2 separate regions of the Pan troglodytes genome follow, and region 2 is linked to region 1. A link is a contact called in public Hi-C data. All regions are on one chromosome and are shown on one strand. The core of a region is the stretch at or near the end of the contact, and the rest is flanking DNA. Distances in the headings are between cores, read along the strand shown. Region 1 holds the start of LOC134810271. Region 2 overlaps STMND1 (stathmin domain containing 1).

Region 1 (4,728 bases), core at 698-3,197:
CGCATTATATAACCAGCTTCTTCCGACTGGCTTTTTTTTTTTTTTTTTTTTTTTGCCCTTACTACTCTTCAGCAATTTCCCTCTTCTCAAATATTTATATTACCCTTTTATCTGTAGGATTATATACCAAGAAAGCAAAACAAAACAGAGCAGCCACGGGCTCGAACCGAACCCCCGCCGTCCTTAGAAACTGATTTTTTTTTGTTTTGTTTTGTTTTGTTTTCTGGCAGAGTCTCGATCACCACCCTACTTCCACCCCCCACTAAGGTTCTTGCTCAATCTCCCTAGAAAACCTGAATTGTTTCATCCCTTTCAGTCAGCCCCCTACGTGGTCTGAAACAAAATGAAAGCACAAGCCACGGAGTTTAAGAAGGCAGCCTGAAGGCGGGGGGCTGAAGAGGGGTCGGGGCGCTGCAGAGTCAGCCAAGTAGCCAAGGAAGGGCTCCCTCCGCGTCGCGACGGCCCTCGCCCCCCGCCCGGCGCGCGCGCGCACACACAAATACACACACACACACTCACTCACACACACACACACTCACACTCACGCCGCGCTCCGACACCGCCTCACCTCTCGCTCCGCCCGTCCGGCCCCCTTCCCTGCCCCCTGCGGGACCGGCCTGCGCGCAGCACTGGAACCACGTAGGAGGCGGCGGCGGCGCCCCCGGGAGTGGCAGAGTCTCCGGCCCGGCCCAGAGTGAACGAGCAGTGGGGCTCCAGGGCGCATCCCAATCCCCGCAGCGCCTCCTCCGCGGCCGCCGCCTCCTCCTCCTCCTTCCCCTCCTCCTGGCTTCATTCACCCTCCCAGCAGCCGCGCAGCCGTTCACTCCCGGCTCAGGGCAGCGCCTGCCGCGGCTCCTCGTCTCCTGCCGCGGGTGCTGGCGGGGGCGCCGGCCCGGACTGGGGCGCTCGCGGGCTCCCGGCTCCGGGCGGCGGCTGCCGCTGCACATGATCAGGAAGCGGCCGCACTAACAGGGCGGCGGTGGCGGCGGCGGCCAGGGCCGTCACCGCCACTCCAGCCGCGCTCCAGGCACCCGCACACCCGCTACCCCCGCGCGGTCCCCGAGGCCACCCCTCTGCGCCCCCCGCCCGGCACCCGGCCGCGCGCAAAGTCCCGTCCCGGCTGCAGGAGCAGTCCCTTCCCCGCCCGCAGCCGCACACCCGGCGAGGCCGGCCCTCCGAGGGGAGACCCCCGCCCCAGGGCGCCGAGGCCGGGCGACCACCCGCGGAGAAGTCCAGCCCTCCGTGAGACCCCCTCTCTCTCACCGCCCTCTCCGGGGAGGAGGAATGGGAAGAGGGCGGCCGGGAAAGGGACCACCCCCCCAACCTCGGCCGCCGCCGCCTCCCCCCTGCGCCACCCGGAGGGAGGAGGACATGGCTCTCCGCACTCGCGACCGGACCAGCAGCCGGGGGAGCGGGGCGCCGCCGCCGCTCTCCCCGCCCGCGCCCCCCGCCCGGGCGCGCCCCCTAGCCCGGCGGGCGCCCACCCAGCCCCTGACAGCCCCCCCGCCGGCCGCCCCTGCGCCCAGAGTGGGGGTGTCGGCCCGGGAGCCTGGAGCCGGGGACGGTTGTATGTACACACATACACACACACACACACACACGCACACAGAACACGACGCGTCGATTTCCTTCGCTCCTCTTCCAGCTGTTTTCCGTGCAGCCGATTGGGGTTTTGGGTTTGTTTGCTGGTTGTTGCTTTTGCCCCTCTCGGGAGATCGGGGGAGGAGGGATTTTAATCTAAATAAGGGGAGAAGGGAATGGGGGAGGGGGGAAAGAATCGGAGGAGGAAAAAAAAATAGTCACTTACTGTAAAGTGTAAATGGATCTGGGGTTGCGTGGGGAAGGGGGGGCAGAGGGAGAGAAACAATGTCTTGCGGCTGCTGTTGCTCTGGCTGCTGCTCCACGGGGCTTGTTTTGGATCCCCCTGCAGTGAAACAGGTCCTGTACGGCTCCGCCACTGTAGTAGAAATGATGTCTGCGGTATACTCTGCTCTCTCCTCCTCCTCCTCCTCCTCCTCCCCCTCCTCCCGCTCCCCTCCCCTCCCTCCTCCCTCCGCCCGCCCGCCCTCCCTCCCTCGCGCTCTCTCGCGCTCGCTCGCTCGCTCGCTCCAGTATGTAAATGTGTAATAGAAGCCAAATATGGAGCAGTTGGCTGCCGCCGCCGCAGCTCAAGGATCCGACTTCATGGGGGTGGGGGGCACCCTCTGGCGGGCGGCCCGGCGAGCCGCACAGAGCACGGCGAGCGCACCGCGCGGCGGCCGGCCCGCGCCCTTAACCCTTCGCTGCGCGCCGCCCGGGGAGGCGGGCATCTTTCTCAAAGAGTGGCTCGGGATGGGGTGCGGGGGAGGGGAGACGAGGATCGGAGGGCAAGGTTCCTTCCAGGTTTGGGAAGGGGGCGGGGAGCTGGGCGATGAGGTAATTTGAGCGGTGACGGGTCGGTCCTCGCGCGCCTCCCTGGGTCCCTGCACCTAGTTGGAGGGGACTGAACGACAACGGGGCGCTACTCAGGCAACCTGGGGGACTCCCCCAAGGGCTGTCAGGCTTCAGCTGGGAGCCGATGCAACACCCCAGTGGGGAGGGGAGGTCGGCCAATTCTAATCCCGACGTGTCCTTGGTCCCAGGCGCTCGGAGCAGCATCTGAGAGGGCTCACTCTGATCAGCAGCTGCACGTTAAGCCGCAAACCGGCGTCGCTTCGGCGTTCCGGAACCCAGGCCTGGGGGCCGCGGGGATTGCCTCTGCGTGCAACTCCGGAAAGTTTCAAGGGGTCCCCCGACTGCACAGGTACCCTCACCTTTCCTGCCGGCGAACGCTGGCGACCGCCCGACCCTGCCCTCTTTCTCTCTTCGCACGCAGGTCCGGAAATCGGCTTTGATATGGAACTACTCCGCTCTAGCCTGGAAAGGAGACCCGCGCACTCCTCTCGCAGCTAATTTCGGATCATTAATTTAATCGGAAATGAGGTAACCAGTGTAGGAGACAGAGAAAGCAACCGGAGCATCAAATGGCAGTTCTCGAGAATCGACGAGGAACTTAAATCTGGACTCAGGGTTTCAGTGCGGTCTCCGACTCCCACCACCCCGCCCCTCCGCCTGTCTCGCCGCCAGGTGTGACCTCCACGCGAAGGAATCTTCTTCGGATGGGTGCACCTTGCCAACAGGTGTGGCACCTGGAGGACTAGGAGGCGCCTCCAGACTAAGGGCGCTCAGTGCGGCGTTCTTGTTGCAGATGATTCTGGAAGGCCGGTAGGTGTCGGGCGACATTTGACCTTCTTCAGGTGCGTAGAACTAAGTGTCTGGAAACATGATCCCTTCGCGTAAGTTTCTTTCTGAAAGCCACCAATCTTGACCGTAAGCTGTATTTGAGAGATCTTTTGGCTGAGTTTACTTATGACCTAACGGTTAGTCACCAACTGAGGCAGGGCACAGGATGACCAAAAAAAAGTGTCAGTTTTTACACAACTCTGGCCTGCAAGAGCCTACGTGCTTCATAAATAAAAATAAACATACGAGCGAGGAAGGTGCAGAGCCCCGGAGATATTTTTTTCTCACATTTTTGAAATACCATGCACATATATGTGGCTATTTAAGTATAACTACTAGTGTTCACTCTTACTGATTTCTACAACTTTTTTTTTTCCATTTAAAAATCGATTATTGTTACGGTTTAAACCTCGGGTTGGTCTAAAGTGACATTGTTGGTCTCATTACAGCCTCTAGTGGACAGTTAACATCAGTTTCCTGAAAAGGCTCTGACTGGTTTTGTTTTCGTTGACAAGCTTTGTCAAGGTGAAAGTTAGTACGTAAGAGCATAACCGGGTAAAATGTCCCCTTACCCCTATCCTCACCCCCGCCCCCAACACCCTGCTTGGCAAAGACGACTTCAGAAAGGAGCAGAAGCTTGTTGGCTTTGTATAGAAAAGACGTATGCTTTGTGCTGCAGGTATTATTATTACTGGACTGTGAATAAACAGAAAGCTTCTGCTATTCATTTCAGTTTCAGACAGCTTTCATAAAAACTAAATTCATCTCAAATATTTTTATAACAGAAAATATTGGTTGCCATGTTTTTGGCTTAACTGCGATGTTTTTATTCCAACTCATAATCTGCAAACTGTCCAATCCACCTCCACTCTATTTTTAGACATCTTACATTTAGATAATTTTCAGTTAAAAAAAAAGCTAATATTGTAATTTTACGTTGGCACAAGCAGTTAATTTACGTGATTTTAACAACCTTAAATTAAAACACATAATTCAGATTACAGTTAGTCAATTAATTTAAATGTTCCCTCAAGGAAGCTAAATATGTATATTACCCAAATGGTAAAAACAATTAATAAGAAATGTGTCATTTACTTTCTTAGCCATTAAGTTTAAAGCCATAAACTGCCACCAAAATCTGTAACTATTTCTTCCTGCAAGATCCAACATAAACACCATACTCATGAAACCGTCTCATTACCTTTAGTACTGAAATATTTTGTTTTCAGATGGCAAAATATTAAATGTATAATCACAAATAACAAGCACTGGTTCTTTAGAAACAAGACTTTCTCGTGCAAATAAAAACTCAATGAAAAAGGGCAGAGCTTCCAAGAAGCTAGTAGGCAAATATATAGTACTATAGTCCTACTCATAAGGCTGGTGTTATGTTTGTAAAAGTATAAGTCAACCTTTGAAATTACAGGAAATCGATAAATAAGGCCTGATGAGCTTGACTCGTATCCT
Region 2 (4,728 bases), core at 775-3,274, 340 kb after region 1:
CCATGTAATTTTGACTATCAGGCCCTCACTGCAGCTTGTTCTGAAAAAGAATAGAGAACAGGCAGCTCTCTGTAGCTGCTATAATTGCAGAGCCAAATGAGAGAAGACAGAGGGAAGGAGGGTGTGAGCAAAAGAAGCGAGAATCATGGGACTTATGCAAACCCCATCCGTGCTCAGGAGGGAGCTTCCCTAGAGGAACAGCGGGGACAGCCACTGCAACGACGGTAATGCTTGAGTCTAGTTGGTGATATATGCCACACAGTACTGGCACACTTTTCTGATTTTCTTTTTTTTGTTACTTTTTATTTTTATTTTGAGACAAGGTCTTACTCTGTCACCCAGACTGGAGTACAGGCTACAGTGCAGTGGTGCGATCTCAGCTCACTACAGTCTCAACCTCCCAGGGTCAGGTGATTCTCCCACCTCAGCTGACCAGGTGGCTGGGACTATATGCCACCACGCCCAGCCAATTTTTTGTATTTTTTGTAGAGACAGAGTTTCGCCATGTTGCCCAGGCTGGTCTCGAACTCCTGGGCTCAGTTAATCTGCCTCAGCCTCCCAAAGCGCTATGATGGCAGGCATGAGCCACCACACCCAGCCCTGATTTTCCTAAAGCTTTGTGGCTTGATATATCAGTTGAATTATGTTGGTCTAAAAATGAGATGTAGTCAAACTCATGGTTTAAAAAAAAAATCCTGTTTAAAACCAGATTATTTGGCCAGGCGAGGTGGCTCACTCCTGTAATCCCAGCACTTTGGGAGGCCGAGGCGGGCGGATCACAAGGTCAGGAGATCAAGACCATCCTGGCTAACAAGGTAAAACCCCGTCTCTACTAAAAAATACAAAAAATTAGCTGGGCATGGTGGTGGGCGCCTGTAGTCCCAGCTACTCAGGAGGCTGAGGCAGGAGAATGGCGTGAACCCAGAAGGCAGAGCTTGCAGTGAGCCGAGATTGCGCCACTGCACTCCAGCCTAGGTGAGAGCGAGACTCTGTCTCAAAAAACAAAAAAAAGAAAAACCAGATTATTTGATAAAAAACTTTTTCTTCACTTGCAGTAAAGCTAATTTGATAAATTTGTGAATTTCAGCCAGAATTTATAATTTTATCTCCTTTACAATAAAAAATACATCTACCCTAAATGACAAATTTGTAGATCATCTCAATTGCCATATATTGCATAACTATTGTGCAGGAATATTGTGAAGGAAGCACTTTTCAGGCCTTTTTTTTCTAATTTAATTTTCCCAATAACCCTAGAAAGAAGCTAGGTATTATTACTAGCTTCTTCTTTCTTTTTTCTTTTTTTTTTTTTTTTTGATACAGAGTCTCACTCTGTTGCCCAGGCTGGAGGGCAGTGGCACAATCTCGGCTCACTGCAGCCTCTGCCTCCCAGGTTCAAGCAATTCTCCTGCCTCAGCCTCCCAAGCAGCTGGGACTACAGACACGCGCCACCATGCCCAGCTGATTTTTTGTATTTAGAGTAGAGACGGGGTTTCACCGTGTTGGCCAGAGTGGTCTCGAACTCCTGATCTCAGGTGATCTGCCCGCCTCAGCCTCCCAAAGTGCTGGAATTATAGCCATGAGCCACTGCACCTGGCCTACTATCTCCTTTCTTAAAGAAGAGTAAACTAGGACTTAGGAAGGTGAAATAACGTCCCAAGGTCAAAGGTGAAACCTGGTCAGTCTCCCTCGGACGCCCAAGTTCTTCTCTTCTCTGCTCTGCTCTCTGCAATGTGTCAGTCATCCCTGCGCATGTGAATAACCTGAGGTACTTGTTGAAAACACAGATTCCGAGGCACCAGTCCTGCAGGTTCCAATCCGGCACCCTTGTTCTTGTTGCTGGGAATATGCATTGATGACAAGCAGCAGAGGCTATTCTAAAACAGATGCTGTAGTGCCTCGCTTTGAGAACCAGAGCTCCAGGAACTATTAAACATCCAGTACCTCCTAGTCCAGCCCCCAGAGATTAAATGCCTTCCTCAAGGCTGCTCCATAACAGAACAGGGCTGGGATCAGAAGGGACCCAGCCGGCCCAGCATTCTTTCCACCACATTCCAGTGGAGAAAAAATTCAAGTTTCTGAGAGAGCTTTGTTCTTCCCCTCATTTTTTCAGTTCTTCAAGCAGCCAAACTCCCCTGGAGCGTCAAACAATATGTTCAAGGCCAGCACGGAAAAATGACACCACTAATTCGAAAAGTCTCAGTGCTTTTTGCCCACGTACTGCCAAAATTGGAAGCAGTGAAAATCATTTAAATATTACTTTTCTTTAATTGTGAGAATATCAGTGTGTGAAAATTGCCATGTGTAACCTTAAGAGTTGTTACAGCTTTCTAAAAAGCAAGCTTGCCTTTTCCAACTGCCATTCAGCAAGTATTGTTTCTCATTTTACACATCCCCATTAAATTCTCAGCACAGTATTAGACCTATACAATATCTAAATGCAGTTCAGAACTGCTTCTTAACATAGATGTAAATGGAAGTCTTATAATTCTATGAGATTATTATAGCTAAATTTACTGTTACACTGCCGTTCTCTGAGTTATTACCCTGAGATTGGTGTTTTACTCTCTGTATTTACCCAGTTTGTGTTGAATGAGCAAACATCAAGATTATTGGCTTAATGCCAAGGTTCAACAAACAATTGTTCCCCTGTTTGTGGGCTTATTTATTTATTTCTGGTTGTTCTCTGCAAGAATCTGTCAAACCAACTCTCTTAAAGGGATACCTAAAATATGCCTGGACTCTATTTTGGGGCAACACCATTCATTCATTACTGGTGTTATTGCAAGTATTGGCAAATGAATTGCAAAAATCTTGATTATGCAAATGTGTTGTCGTGTGTGTGTGTTTTTAATGGCAATATTCTGATTCAAATTTCCTTTAGTAATCGCAGTTTTCTTTATCACACAACTGTTCACAGACAGATTTGTGAGCTTCCTAAATGTGCTTGTTACAGTAACTGAGGCTACCTGCCCCAGCAGATTCAGAGCCAGAAACTTCAGAGACCCCTTATAACTGAGCAACACAATGTATATGAGGGATGAGGGGTGACTGTTTTCAAGTAATGGAATGTTTGGGTTGAAATGTCTGGCAAAGGGATGTGAAGAACCAGAACAACATGGGATTTTAAAATTAGATCTTACACCAGGTGCGGTGGCTCATGCCTATAAGCCCAGCACTTTGGGAGGCCAAGGCAGGATCACCTGAGGTCAGGAGTTCGAGACCAGCCTGGTCAACATGGTGAAATCCTGTCTCTACTAAAATACAAAAATTAGCTGGGTGTGGTGGCGGGCGCCTGTGATCCCAGCTACTTGGGAGGCTGAGGCAGGATAATCACTTGGACAAAGGAGGCGGAGGTTGCAGTGAGCCGAGATAGTGCCACTGCACTCCAGCCTGGGCAACAAGAGCAAAACTCCATCTCAAAAAAAATTTTTAATTTAATTTAAAAATAAAATTTGATCTTGAATTCAAGATGACACTCAAAATGCCACCTGTTTCCTACAAGCTGGTGCCCTCTTGTGTTTTTCCAGAAGCCACGGTGCTCCCTGCAGTACATCTCAGATGCAACACAGTGAAGTGTCGTTCCCGCCCTATAGCCCCCCTGTTGAACAGAGTGCTGCAGCGAAGCATGGGAGGGCCTATCAGCTGAATGAAGCCACTTAACATGTTTTAAAGGCCTGGGAATTCTGTTATTTAATGAGATACATTCCCTTGTGTGGCATTTATACCCTCGGAGTTTTTTGCCCTTCTGAAAGTAGCACAAACTCTGGCTGCTCGGGTTCCTTGTAGTGATTTAATAAGTTTGTGGGAGTTACTTTATCATTTTAAATCTGGGATCAGCAAACATGTTCCATAAGAGGCTGGATAATAAAGATTTTAGGCTTTGCAGACCATATGATCTCTGCCATAACTACTCAACTCTGCCAGAAAAGCAGCTGTTGGTGATAATATGTAAACAAATGGGAATGTCTGTGTTCCAATAAAACTTTATTTACAAACACTGACATTTGAATTTCATATAATTTTCACAAATCACTAAATCGTACTCTCCTTCATTTTTTTTTCAGCCACTTAAAACACAAAATTCATTCTTAGCTCATGTGTCCTATAAAGACAGAGTGGGCAAGATTTGGTCGGTGGGTTTTCTAGTCTTTGCTTTAGACTAATAGTAGGCTGTTAAAGTAGAAATGCCAACATTAGCCACTAGCTGCCCTCATTTACCTAATCCTCAACAAGCACTCAAAATATTAGCTATTATTGTAATAATTAGTCCATTGAGACATGTTTGGGAATGAAAATCAGTACATAATTTTTCTATTTATGGAAAGATGCCAGTAAACTCAGTAAATGTGGTACTGGGATTAGAAGTGATTTCTCCATGTGACTTTCTACTTCTTAGAAAAGCTTAGAGCTGGAATTGATATCAGAAAGCTTCCACCATGGAATCTGAAGCCTCTGGGCTGCCTATGACTCACCCTGCCCTAATACCTTGCCCTAATACGCTATTGCTGAGAGTGCTGCAGGGAGACAAGGCTGCTCTCTGGTTTATCCTGCATCCCATGTGGGTTAAGTTTCTACCTGAAGAGAGAGAAAACCAACTCCTAGGTTGGGTGATGGCAGGCGAGGATTTTCTTTTCTCCTTCACCCTGATCCACTAAATACAAAGATCCTTTCTCTACCAGGGAAGAGAAATAAGCAGCTGGTGTAACATCAGGGCTCCTGGTTGTA

What was found. A called contact is a pair of places that touch in the nucleus more often than the background predicts.
Region 2: a contact with region 1 is called in a Hi-C map of stem cell-derived neural progenitor cells, with 6 times the contacts expected there. The contact joins the enhancer-like site here to the promoter of LOC134810271 in region 1. A contact is called at or near these places in 3 of 7 Hi-C or Micro-C datasets (blood, induced pluripotent stem cells and stem cell-derived neural progenitor cells), 1 of 1 datasets of contacts at active chromatin or transcription factors (stem cell-derived excitatory neurons) and 1 of 1 other capture datasets (stem cell-derived neural stem cells).

What each region holds. Positions count from the first base shown.
Region 1 is chr5:22,717,957-22,722,684 of NHGRI_mPanTro3-v2.0_pri, forward strand. It overlaps LOC134810271, which reads right to left and starts at 1,948. Exons shown (of 3, transcript XR_010157909.1): 1 at 1,808-1,948. LOC134810272 (a long non-coding RNA gene) reads left to right here and starts at 2,200. Exons shown (of 5, transcript XR_010157911.1): 1 at 2,200-2,782; 2 at 2,855-3,275.
Region 2 is chr5:23,055,222-23,059,949 of NHGRI_mPanTro3-v2.0_pri, forward strand. The region is part of intron 2 of STMND1 (stathmin domain containing 1); the gene reads left to right. It overlaps LOC107975075 (a long non-coding RNA gene), which reads right to left. Exons shown (of 6, transcript XR_008548429.2): 3 at 1-40. Among named protein-coding and RNA genes, the nearest start is that of STMND1, 84 kb to the left of the region's middle. Within about 2 kb of position 2,025, at least 8 of the 24 cell types and tissues checked have an H3K27ac peak or open chromatin away from gene starts, as enhancers often do. A contact at or near this core is called in stem cell-derived neural progenitor cells and stem cell-derived neural stem cells, where this site is marked.